Regions from separate parts of the Mus musculus genome. Here all the other regions are linked to region 3. The links are chromatin contacts, called in public Hi-C and HiChIP or PLAC-seq maps. All regions are on one chromosome and are shown on one strand. Each heading gives the region's core, a stretch centred on a gene start, on an enhancer-like site or on the middle of the called end of the contact. The rest is flanking DNA. Distances are from core to core; before and after follow the strand shown.

Region 1 (3,646 bases), core at 483-2,982, 140 kb before region 3:
GAGGCAGCGGGATTGGGAGTTTAAGGCTAGCCTGGGTTATGTAATGAGACCTTGTCTCAAAAAAACCAAAGCAGAGCCAAACAGACGTCAGCAGCAGGGACAACCAAACCCAACCAACCCAACCCCTGGCATTCAACCAGGCTGGAATGGCGGCAAGGAGATTCTAGCTGGTAAACCTATAAAACCAGTGTCTTCTCTAGCATTTTCTTCTTCTGTTCCCCAGCGCCGAGGCAAGTCTCCATGTGTGCCTGCTGCTGGGCCACACGCACTGCCCTCCTGTGCACTGCTGACTGGGGCAGAGGCTAGACCACACACACTGCCCTCCTGTGCACTGCTGACTGGGGCAGAGGCTGGACCACAAACATTGTCCTCCTGTGTACTGCTGACTGGGACAGAGGCTAGACCACATGCACTGCCCTCCTGTGTACTGTTGACTAGGAGCAGAGGCTGGACCACACGCACTGCCCTCCTGTGTTCTGCTGATTAGGAGCAGAGGCTAGACCACAAACATTGCCCTCCTGTGTACTACTGATTAGGGGCAGAGGCTAGACCACAAGCATTGCCCTCCTGTGTACTGCTGATTAGGAGCAGAGGCTAGACCACAAGCATTGCCCTCCTGTGTCCTGCTGACTAGGGGCAGAGGTTCTTTTGTATGTTTCTACCTGCCCGTTCCAGCTGCCTCTTTAAATGGATTCTCAAATTAGATTTTCTTAAAACTGTTTTCCCTTACCCTGGCAACCAGGATGAAGCTCTTTTTTTTTTTTTTTTAAATAATTTAAGAATATTTCCTTTGTATTATTAAATCTTTTCTGCCCTTTTCTTCTTTGGAACTTTGGAAAATTTTAGAACCCAGGACTTCGCAGGATGTGCCCATATGATGAAGACTCCCATGCCTTGGTGACGAGTCTTGGTTAGGACTGATATAAAGTGGTTTTAGCTTGAAGTCCATGCCAGACATTCAGTACTTCATAATGTTTCCTGGTGTGGTTCCCAGAGTTCACGAATTCGATGTGGTTGTCCTACACTTTTCACAGATGGGCACAACTGAGGCACTGAGGTCATGATTCGGCCCAGGTGTGATTGCTGGTAGGTCGAAGCAAGAATCCCTTTGGCCCCTCACTTCAGACTTCCACTGTCTGGACTGTTCCCTAGTGGCCAGCCTGTCACATTCTAGGACTTAGGACCTACTTGAGGGCACCTTTTGTGGAGGGACACACAGTTAGACGCCTTTCCAAGAGGAAGGCCCTTTGGCAATTGAACCTTCTGAAGATGCTGGGTCTGGTTTGAGTGTTCCCGGAAGACGGGTCCGCTTTTCACTCTTTACAGCCTTTCTCCTAACATACGTGCTCAGAATAAACAAACACACACGTGTCTCAGGCCAGGGAAGGCTGGAGAAACGGGGAGTCAAGATGGGTTGGCTCCTGCAGGAGTTTGACAGGTTCTGCGAGCACCTAGGCTGGCCTGGAGAAGGAGCTGTTATTGCAGGTGGCACAGCTGCCCTGGGGAGAGGTACACGGAGTGCTGGCTTCTCACAAGGGAGGGGACTCTTGACTTTCTGTGGCAGCATGGACAAAGCATTGGGTGGGCTTGTTGCCCACCCCCTTCCCTCCCTCCCCCGCCCCATCTCCTTCCAGGTGTCTCCAGAGGTATAGGGGAGGGAACCTGGGGAGGGGATGAGGTAAGAGGCATACTGAAGGCGCCTGGTTATTTTTGCTTCCTGCCTGGGTGTGGGTGTTTGTGTTGACAGTGTCGGGGGAGGCATGATGGGTGCTGGAACACTTGGGTGCCTGTGGGGTGGGTAGGAGGTGGTGCTTGTGCCTGCCAGGCAGGTGACTTGTTGCTCACGTGGCCCTTAGGTTAGCCCTGGGGGGGCTTTACAAGACTGGGAGGGAACTGGGTTTGCTCCCCGGTGCTCCTCCGTATGACAGGCACAGAACTTTTCAGGACCGGAGAAGGTGACACACTCAGCTGCTATGGTGGCTCTGGAAGAGGTGGGTGATTCTGCCTAGAGTGACCCTGAACTTAGTTGGCCGGCCGAGGGGCTTGCCTGTTGATGAGAGTTTTCTAGCTCCACCCTGTAATGTTCAGACTTACAAGATACACGAGGGTGCTCACTCTGTGACTGTCTCCAGCTTGCTGGGCGACCTACTCTGAGGTGTTTGTGCTTACAGTGCAGTGTTGGGGGACTGCCTTTGTCAGAGCCCAGCATGGTCAACATCCTGTAGCAAGTCCCAAAAGCTTTCAGAACCCTTCCCCCACTTGCTCACCCACAGGGACAATGGAAAACTGCCCCTAGTGCATTTATTTAAAGACTAAATAACCCTCTAGGATATTGAGACTCCATTCCTGCCTGTGTTGGGATGTGGGTGGAGCTAAGGGACACACTGGTTCCAAATCAAGGCTCAGTTTCCAGCTAGGTCATTAAGGTAAGGGGCTCACTGGATAGAAATTTCAGGTTGGAACTGTGGTCTGGAATTCTGTCTCTTCACTCCCCATTCGGAGACAAGATACCCACGAAGCCTAGCCTACAATGTTTCCATGTTCCCTCCTGGCTAGGTCCTTAGGGCTGTGCTAATGAAGTGCCACAGATGGGACAGGTTTCAAAGGATAGAAATTGATTTCATAGTTCAGAAGGCTGAGATTGAGCTATCTGCAGAGCTACACCCCTCTAAAGCCCTGGGCAGGACTCCTGCCCTCCGCCTGCTGGGCCTCTCCTTCTTGCCTCCCTGCCATCACCTGGCTTTCAGGGGCTGTGGCTTTGCCTCCATCTTTGCATGCCCTTCCCAGGGTCTGCCTCTGGCCAGTTTCCCTGTCCGTGATGACACCAGTTGTTGGAAGAGGGCCCATCTGAATTCACTATGATGTCATTGCAATTTCTGCCAAGATTTTATTTCAGAGAAAGTCACATTTATGGTTATAAGGGGTTAGAATTTCAACCTGTCTTTTAAAAAGTCTTCTTTTTAGATTTGTTTATTTTTATTGACTGCAAAAGGGTGTTTGGCCTGCATCTGTGTCTGTGCATCTTGTGTGTGCAGTGTCTGTGGAGGGCAGAAGAGGGTGTCAGTTTCCCGTTGGAACTGGAGTTATAGATGGAGTTATAGTTATACGCATCCTGTAGAAGAGCAGTCAGTCCTCCCAATCATTAAGTGCTCTCTCTCTCTCTGTCTCTGTCTCTGTCTCTGTCTCTGTCTCTGTCTCTGTCTCTGTCTCTCTCCCCTCATCTTGTCTTTTTGAGGCACACACAGTTAGCTTCCAGTAACTCCATTGTGGAGTCACCACTCCAGCCATCCCACACTGTGAGTCCCTGCTGTGAGCACTTTCACTATTGTCCGAGTGTCTGTCCCATTGCCCTGTAACCCACTGGTTCTCAGCATGTGGGTTCCAACCCCCCCCCCAAGGGATCACAGATCATGACGATTTATAACAGTAACAAAAAAATTAAAGTTATGGCGTAGTAATAAATAATTTTCTGGTTGGGGGTCACCACAACATGAGGAGCTGGACTAAGGAGCTGCAGCATTAGGAAGGCTGAGAAGACCTTGGCCTTTCTTAATACACGATTGGTTATATCCCCAGTACTGAATGCAAGAGTCGGGGGTTAATACATATTAGGCAAATCCAAATGATACCTTACTTTTCAAATCCA
Region 2 (3,287 bases), core at 735-3,234, 180 kb before region 3:
ATTAGAGATGGAGTATCTCTGTCTTGTCCAGGGTGTCCTTGAACTCAGTTCTCTCCATTCTCCTGCCTTAGACTCCTGAACGCTGGGATTTCCGGTATGTGCTGTCATACCTGGGAAATTATTGTGTTTTTTTTTTTTTTTAAGGGGATGAGTCTTACCTTTTAAATAGCTTTTATTAAAGTATGTGGTTGTGACTATTCTATTTATTTGTTTTTGAAGTCATGGGATTCCAACCCAAGGCTTTGCATAAGCTAAGTTTTACCACTAAGCCACACCCTTGGACCAATTGTCTTAGTTACTGTGATTTCTTCCTGGCCCCTTCTTTCTCTCTGAGTTAGGACTCTTACTTTGAAACCCTGGATGTGTCGGAACTCACAATGTTCCTGTGTAAATGTGTACAAGACATTAATAATTAGGCACAGTTCCCCCTTCTATACACTTCTCAACCTCTGTCACCACCACTGTCAGCAGTCAGCCAGGTGCTCACCTTTAGTCCTAGCCCTTGGGAGGCAGACACAGATAGATCTCTGTGAGCCTGGTCTACACAGTGCGTTTCAAGACAGCCAGGGCTACAAAGAGAAACCCTGTCTTGAAAATCAACTATTCCTGGCTCTGTAGTGAATTTCTTTTCTTTTTTTTCTCCCGCCCCATGTAGTGAATTTCTTATTGTGTCTTGTTTACAGATGAAATGTGGCATGGGTCTGTATTGTTGGAACCGACAGTGTGTGTGTGTGTGTGTGTGTGTGTGTGTGTGGTTGTATCCATGGATCTACAGGTCAGTCTGGTTTGGAACAATCCTTGGGCCTGAGGTCTTGGAGCTAGTTTAAGGAGACTTGCTGTGTACAGTTTGTGAGGGAGGGGCTACAAGGCTGCAGCAGCGGGCCTGAGCCCCCGCCTGACGCCTGGCATGGCGTGGAGCGGAGGGTCTCCTAGGCTAACGACTTTCAGTTGCATTTCCTTAGGAGCCCCAAACGCACTTCTGCCGCAGTGGGGGAAGACAGGATATCCTGTAGAAACAGGCTGCCTTTGTGAAATCTGCCACCCCTGGGGACCACTTCCATCTCCCCTGCCACTCTCCCATCTTCCTTAGAGCTCTGAACCTCGTCAACACAGATCAAGTCTGCCTCCTGCTCCAGATTTCCTGCGTCAGCTCTGCGGAGGTGAGAATAGGCCCAGCAACCTGGCAGGTCGGCCCAGGGAGGTGGAAGGTCGTCAGGATGAGGCCCAGTCTAGGAGTGTTCCCGGTGGAGGTCTGGGGGCTGTGGAGATGGAGTCGGTGAGGAGGAGGGCAGGAGGTGGAGATGTGCTCATCTGAACTGGTGTCTGAGCGGCCATGAGGGAAGGGTGGGTGCTTTGCAGGCTGTTCCTGTCCCCCTACTTACTGGAAGGCTCCAGGGTCTGTGGGGAGGGATCTCAGGCTCAGGCCTGGCCTTGGCAGGTCATTTTTCAAACCTCACAACCTCTTCTCTGTGATATGCCGTATTATTGCCGTATTACCAGCCCTGTGGGTTGTCTTTGCTTGTTTGTTTTGAGTCATTCTTGCTCTGTAGCCTAGGCTGACCTTCTTCTCCTTGAGATTTTCCTGACTCAGCCTCCCAAGTGCTGGAGTTCCCTGATGTGTGCCACCACACTGGCTCAGCTCTGGGCTTTTGTCATCCACCGGCAGCACGGGGGTTGGATGGATTGTGTCCCTGGCTGCCCCCCACCCCAGGCGATGGTTTCCAGTGGGAGTTGTCTCTGGGGACTCCGGGGTTGGCTCCTGTTCCTTTTCAGGCACACAGATCGTGCGCTGTATTGCACAGGCTGCTTTTGAACTTACGACACTCACCTCAGCCTCTCTGGTGCTCGGATCACAGATCCGTGCCGCCGTGGACAGCTTAGCCTAGTTTTTCTTGCGTTTGTATCTGTGTGTCACGTATGCCTACGTGTGCCTTTGTGTTTGCACGTGTATGGGTGGGCTCATGGGTGTTCAGCTCTGCATGAGTTCTCGTGGGGAGACCGGAGATTGGCATTGAGTGTCTGCCTGACCACTTCCCGCTTTATTTATAACCAAGGCTTTGGTTAGTCAGCTAGCCTGCCCGCCTGCCCACCCGCCCGCCCGCCTGCCTGCCCGCCCGCCCGCCTGCCTGCCCACCTGCCCACCTGCCCGACTGCCCGCCCTCCGGCCCTGGGGAAGCCTTTGCTTTGTCTCTTCTATCCTTTGAGCACTGGGATCATAGGCCAGCTGTCACAGGTGGGCTTTTATGTGAGTGCCAGGAACCTGCAAATACTTTATTCACTGAGCCGTCTCCTGAGCCCCAGCATATCATCCCTTAAGCATCCTTCCTCTGGAAGCATGTGTCTGTAGTCCATCTCTCTCTCTCTCTCTCTCTCTCTCTTTTTTTTTGGTTTTTCAAGACAGGGTTTCTCTGTATAGCCCTGGCTGTCCTGGCACTCACTTTGTTGACCAGGCTGGCCTTGAACTCAGAAATCCACCTGCCTCTGCCTCCCGAGTGCTGGGATTAAAGGCATGTGTCACCACCGCCCGGCACTCTCTCTCTTCTTTTTTTAATGGATGGATAACATGCCATTGGTTGGCTACAGTGAGTTTTGTGTATTTTGACGGCCACTGGGGTCACTTTCACCTTTCTGCCATTGTGAGTGGTTGTGGCCATGACAGTAGTGTACCATTTGTTTGGCTTTTTAAAGTTTTCTGATCATCCTAAGAGTGGTGTCGCCAGGCCATATGACAGTTCTGTTTTCCTCTTTGGAGGACGCTTAGGCGAATTTCCAGAAGGGTTGCACTCTCTTGCCTTCCTATCCACAGGGCCTGAGATTTCAGGTTTCTCTCTGTCCTCAATGTCTTCTTCTATGTCCCGTAGCTGCTCCTTGGCTTTGATTTGCATTTCTCTGGGGATAATGCAGAGTGTCCTCTTGGTGCTCTGTGGCTAATTGAGTTTTGTTTTGTTTTTTTTTTTTTTTCCTCCAAAAACATCCACTCAGCTCATTGCTGATTCCTCCACTGGATCTTCCTCATTTAATTGCTGTAAGGATTCCTTATCGTTTATTTGTTCATTTGCTTGCTCTGAGTCCAGGACCCCCTGCGTGCCAGCCGGGAGAGCACCTTCCTTGCACCTGGGCCTGTCTCTGCATGCGTGCATGGTGCCATAGGTCTGACATGATTTCCATATATTTTCTCCATTCTGTGACAGTGATTTAATTTTCTTGATGGTCTTTGCATATTGTCCTTTTTCAAAACTGACAATAAAAAAATGTCTTCTTGGTCACAACTCTGTCAAAGCTGTTCT
Region 3 (3,619 bases), core at 446-2,945:
CATGGTTTCCACCACACTAACTCTGATCACTGTTTCTCTGGGAGTTATAATGCGTTTGTGTAACTGTGTGTATGTGTGTGATCATGTGTGTGTGCCTGTGTATATGTGTGTGTTTATGTGTGTGTACCTGTGTGTATGCGTGTGTGCTCGTGTGTACCTGTGTGTATGTGTGTGCTTATGTGTACACATGTACCTTTTCATTGTGGTGTTAGTCTGAGGAGGTCAGAGGCTGACCTCGGATGTCTCTTCAGGGTTTCTCCACTTTATGATCTTGGGGCTCACAGTCACCTCTACTGGCCAGCAATCCTTGTCTTCATAATACTAGGGCTACTGGCGAGTGCCAGCCAGTATGCTTGGATGTTTTGGATCAGGTCCTCTTGTCTGCTTGGCAAACACTGTAGATCCCTTTCTTACCAATGGCTTCCTGCCTGCCTGCCTGCCTGATTCCGGTTGGTGTTCGAGTCACTGTAATCCCTTTAATGATTATTGCATTTCTATTTTTGTGGTCCATATATTTGAGGAAAGTCCCTTGCGTGGGGACAGGGGTCTTCTTTATCTCATTTATATGAGGACACTGTTGCTGTCTTCAGACACACCAGAAGAGGGCATCAGATCTCATTACAGATGGTTGTGAGCCACCATGTGGTTGCTGGGATTTGAACTCAGGACCTCTGGAAGAGCAGTGATGCTCTTAACCTCTGAGCCATCTCTCTAGCTCCAATATCTTTGACTTTTGCTACAGCTAACAACCTTATACAGTGATAATGCTTTATTCACCTGTCAATCTCAGCCACGACTGCTGCAGCCATGTCAGAAAAGCTCTCTGCTTTGTGCTGCAGATACCCGCCTTCCTACATCATGATGCTTCCTTCCTCTGACCGGCCACACCCGAGGCTTCTTTTTATCACTGGCCATTAGAAGTTTTATTTAATGAAACTAATGTTTGGAAACCAAGGTGGAGCCAGGAGAGCAGTACTCTTTGGAGTGAGGGAGAAGGAAGTTAGTGGGTTTCCTCTGCAATTTTTAGAAACTGTCCTATAAATGTTGTTCATGGGAATCAAACATATGGCCGCTTTGTGTTAGAGGGCCAGCGAGAGAGAACTTCTGGAGGATTTTCTGCACTGTGTTAGCAGTTAGCACTGGTTTTAAAAAGGTTTTTGTTTTGTTTTTGTTTTTCTCCTTTCTCCCTTGTCCGATTTCTATGTTTAAACAAGTGTTTAGGAATTACGTCTCTGTCTAGCAAACCATCCAGGGTTCCGCTCCTGTGGGAGCAGGTAAGGAGGTGTAGTTATCCTTTAGGAGATACCAAGATATCTGCAGGTGACAGCAAACAAGAGCCTATGCTTTGCACAGAGAGCTCAGTTTCACTTGTAAAATAGTTAAGATCCTATAGGGAGAAATCTCAAGGATGTGGCGGAGCAGGGTGCTGGAACTGAACGACAGCCAGCAGAGTCCTCAGCTAGGCAAAGGAACGCCAAAGGCGAGAATTTAATTGAAGAAAGGGGCGGAGAGGGAGGCGAGGATGGAGGAGGAGGGGAGGGAAGAGGAGGAGGAGGAGGAGGAGGAGGAGGAGGAGGAGGAGGAGGAGGAGGAGGAGGAGGAGGAGGAGGAGGAGGAGGAGGAGGAGGAGAGGAGGGAGGTGGAGGAGGAGGAGCCGCCGCCGCCGCCGCCGCCCTGGGCCCTCTCCAACACACCCAAATGACCAGATTCATCATAGCACGAAACTTCACAAGTTACACCCACTCCCTCGCCGGCAGCGGGGAAGGCTACAGCTTCCTGATTTCAGTTACTGGAAGTTGGAGAGATGGAAAGGCGGCCGGGAGTGTGAGCCTCGCTGAGCAGCGGGTGAGCTTCGGAAAATTCAATCCACTTTCTACCCGCAGTCTTCTGGTGCTGGGTACTCGGGGAAAGCTGCTGCGTGAGGCTGTGCCGAGGATGGGTGGGAGCCCCGGAACTCTTTACTGTGGTCTGGGGCTGGGAGACTGAATGGCCAGAGTCCTGGCACTGCTTAGTTTCTATGCTGCACCCAGAGCGCCGCGCTTCTCAGTTGTGCTGTGAGAAGCAGTCTGCCACGCGGGTTCTGACTCTCCGGGAAAAGAGGCTGGAAAACTTCATCAGTTTCTCTTGCCTAAGCGAGGATCATTGTATGAGAGAAACGGGAAAGAGGCAGTGAGATTGATCTTGACACCCACCAGGGATGCTTCCTGCCTGAAACCCACCGTGCTGTGTGAGCCTCGGGCGATTAGGCGGTGTATGGGGTAGGGTGGGTGGAGGGAATGCGAAGGAGAGGGCTGGGATTCTAGGCTGGGCTGGTTTCCTTGGGTGGGGGTGGGGGTGTTCTGAAGCTTTGGCTCCTGACCAACACCTGGATGGGACTTCTGGAATGAGGGTCTGGAAGTCTCGAGTTTTCCCACTAGTTTTGCAATTAGGCTAGTTGGGCTAAAAGCCCCTTTGGCATGGGGAAAGGGGGAGGGGGAGAACTGTTTGTTTATCTGGAACTTCATTTTTGATGTGAGTTTTTCTGCCGCAGCTGGTTGATCTGATTCATTGCCTAATCGAATTTGGGGTAGAGTGAAGAGAGGAAGTTTGGCTGAAGGGTGGCACCAGGTTTGGGGTCTTTGTAAGAGACAATATCCTAGCAAAGCATAAACTCGGACCCCCACTCCCCCTGCTCCGCCCCCCCCCCCCATCCTGATTTTTGTTTTCAGCACACTTTCTTGGGTATGTGGTCTTTGATTGCTGTGTGAAGTCAAAGGAAGTTTTGAGGCTGACATACCTGTTTTGCATATTTCGGATCTCATCAGTGATTTGGTGATGCATTGGAGCCAGGATCTTATATGTTTGTTACTAGCTAATCCTTCATGAAATTACTTTTATAGTAAGAAAGGTAACTGCGATGGCTGGCTCTTAGGTTTGTAACTACCTATCCATTTTGCAACAAACTCCTAGTTTGAAGAGAGTGGAATGGGAGGTGTTCTTAGCTGATCTGGTCATTTTCCTAGTGTCAGATAGGATGGCTCGGCTGTCTCTTCCACTCTGGTATTGCGAATCTGGGAAGCAGGCTGCCGGGAACCTTCTGCTCCCTTGAGGGGTAAAGATCTACATGTAAAGGAACGACTCTGTGACCAAACTAGACCTGGCGGGGGTGGGGGTGGGGGTGGGGGTGGGGGACGGACAGGTGGCATGGCCCAAGCTGTCACACCTGCTAGCTCTTCTGTGGATCCAGAACCAGCTCAGTAGGGAGGTGGCTGTGGGCACGGTGTTGTTGCACCTACTTCTGAGGAACCGGTTGTCTGCCGCTCTGCAGGAGGCAGCTGAACTGGATCTTGTGATGGCCAGGGCAACACTGAGTAATGGATGCGATTCATGGAACAGTAACCCGGAGAGAAAGGGGGAGAGAAAGGGGAAGCTGCGCGGCGAGTGACAGATGAAGTGCTCGCTGTGGGTGGACACAGTGGACGGAGCTGGGGTTGACTCTGCTGTAGGACCCCTAAGTGTCTGGAAAGCTCCAGCTCTTGTGTGGTGGTCTTCTTTTGGCCCCCTCCCCCTCCTTCCTGGTTTGCCTCTGTTTGCTTTATATGCTTTTAAAGTTCTGAATACAGTTTGTTACAGATCTATA

Evidence for each region. Hi-C and Micro-C count contacts between places; a contact is called where the count stands out from the background. HiChIP or PLAC-seq counts read pairs in DNA pulled down with a chosen protein or histone mark.
Region 1: a Hi-C map of epidermal suprabasal cells shows a contact between it and region 3, with 2.6 times the contacts expected there. The contact joins the enhancer-like site here to the promoter of Tiam1 in region 3. A contact is called at or near these places in 8 of 484 Hi-C or Micro-C datasets (Th2 cells, bone marrow-derived macrophages, cerebellum and 3 more), 5 of 115 datasets of contacts at active chromatin or transcription factors (craniofacial prominence, embryonic basal ganglia, embryonic hindbrain and 2 more) and 4 of 9 other capture datasets (adipose tissue, embryonic stem cells, liver and 1 more).
Region 2: a contact with region 3 is called in an H3K4me3 HiChIP or PLAC-seq map of bone marrow-derived macrophages, with 3 times the contacts expected there. The contact joins the enhancer-like site here to the promoter of Tiam1 in region 3. A contact is called at or near these places in 6 of 39 promoter capture datasets (the 3T3-L1 cell line, cranial neural crest, frontonasal cranial neural crest and 3 more), 2 of 15 datasets of contacts at CTCF or cohesin (embryonic stem cells and large pre-B cells), 33 of 484 Hi-C or Micro-C datasets (the Ba/F3 cell line, CD4 T cells, the G1E-ER4 cell line and 13 more), 33 of 115 datasets of contacts at active chromatin or transcription factors (the HPC-7 cell line, the NIH/3T3 cell line, T-cell acute lymphoblastic leukemia and 20 more) and 5 of 9 other capture datasets (adipose tissue, embryonic stem cells, liver and 2 more).

What each region holds. Positions count from the first base shown.
Region 1 is chr16:90,103,062-90,106,707 of GRCm38.p6, reverse strand. It overlaps a transcript of Tiam1 not described here. Among named protein-coding and RNA genes, the nearest start is that of Gm10789, 37 kb to the left of the region's middle. Within about 2 kb of position 1,732, at least 30 of the 459 cell types and tissues checked have an H3K27ac peak or open chromatin away from gene starts, as enhancers often do. A contact at or near this core is called in epidermal suprabasal cells, where this site is marked.
Region 2 is chr16:90,136,073-90,139,359 of GRCm38.p6, reverse strand. It overlaps a transcript of Tiam1 not described here. Among named protein-coding and RNA genes, the nearest start is that of Gm10789, 4.5 kb to the left of the region's middle. Within about 2 kb of position 1,984, at least 48 of the 459 cell types and tissues checked have an H3K27ac peak or open chromatin away from gene starts, as enhancers often do. A contact at or near this core is called in T-cell acute lymphoblastic leukemia, bone marrow-derived macrophages and thymic regulatory T cells, where this site is marked.
Region 3 is chr16:89,958,903-89,962,521 of GRCm38.p6, reverse strand. It overlaps Tiam1 (T cell lymphoma invasion and metastasis 1), which reads left to right and starts at 1,695. Exons shown (of 28, transcript NM_009384.3): 1 at 1,695-1,845.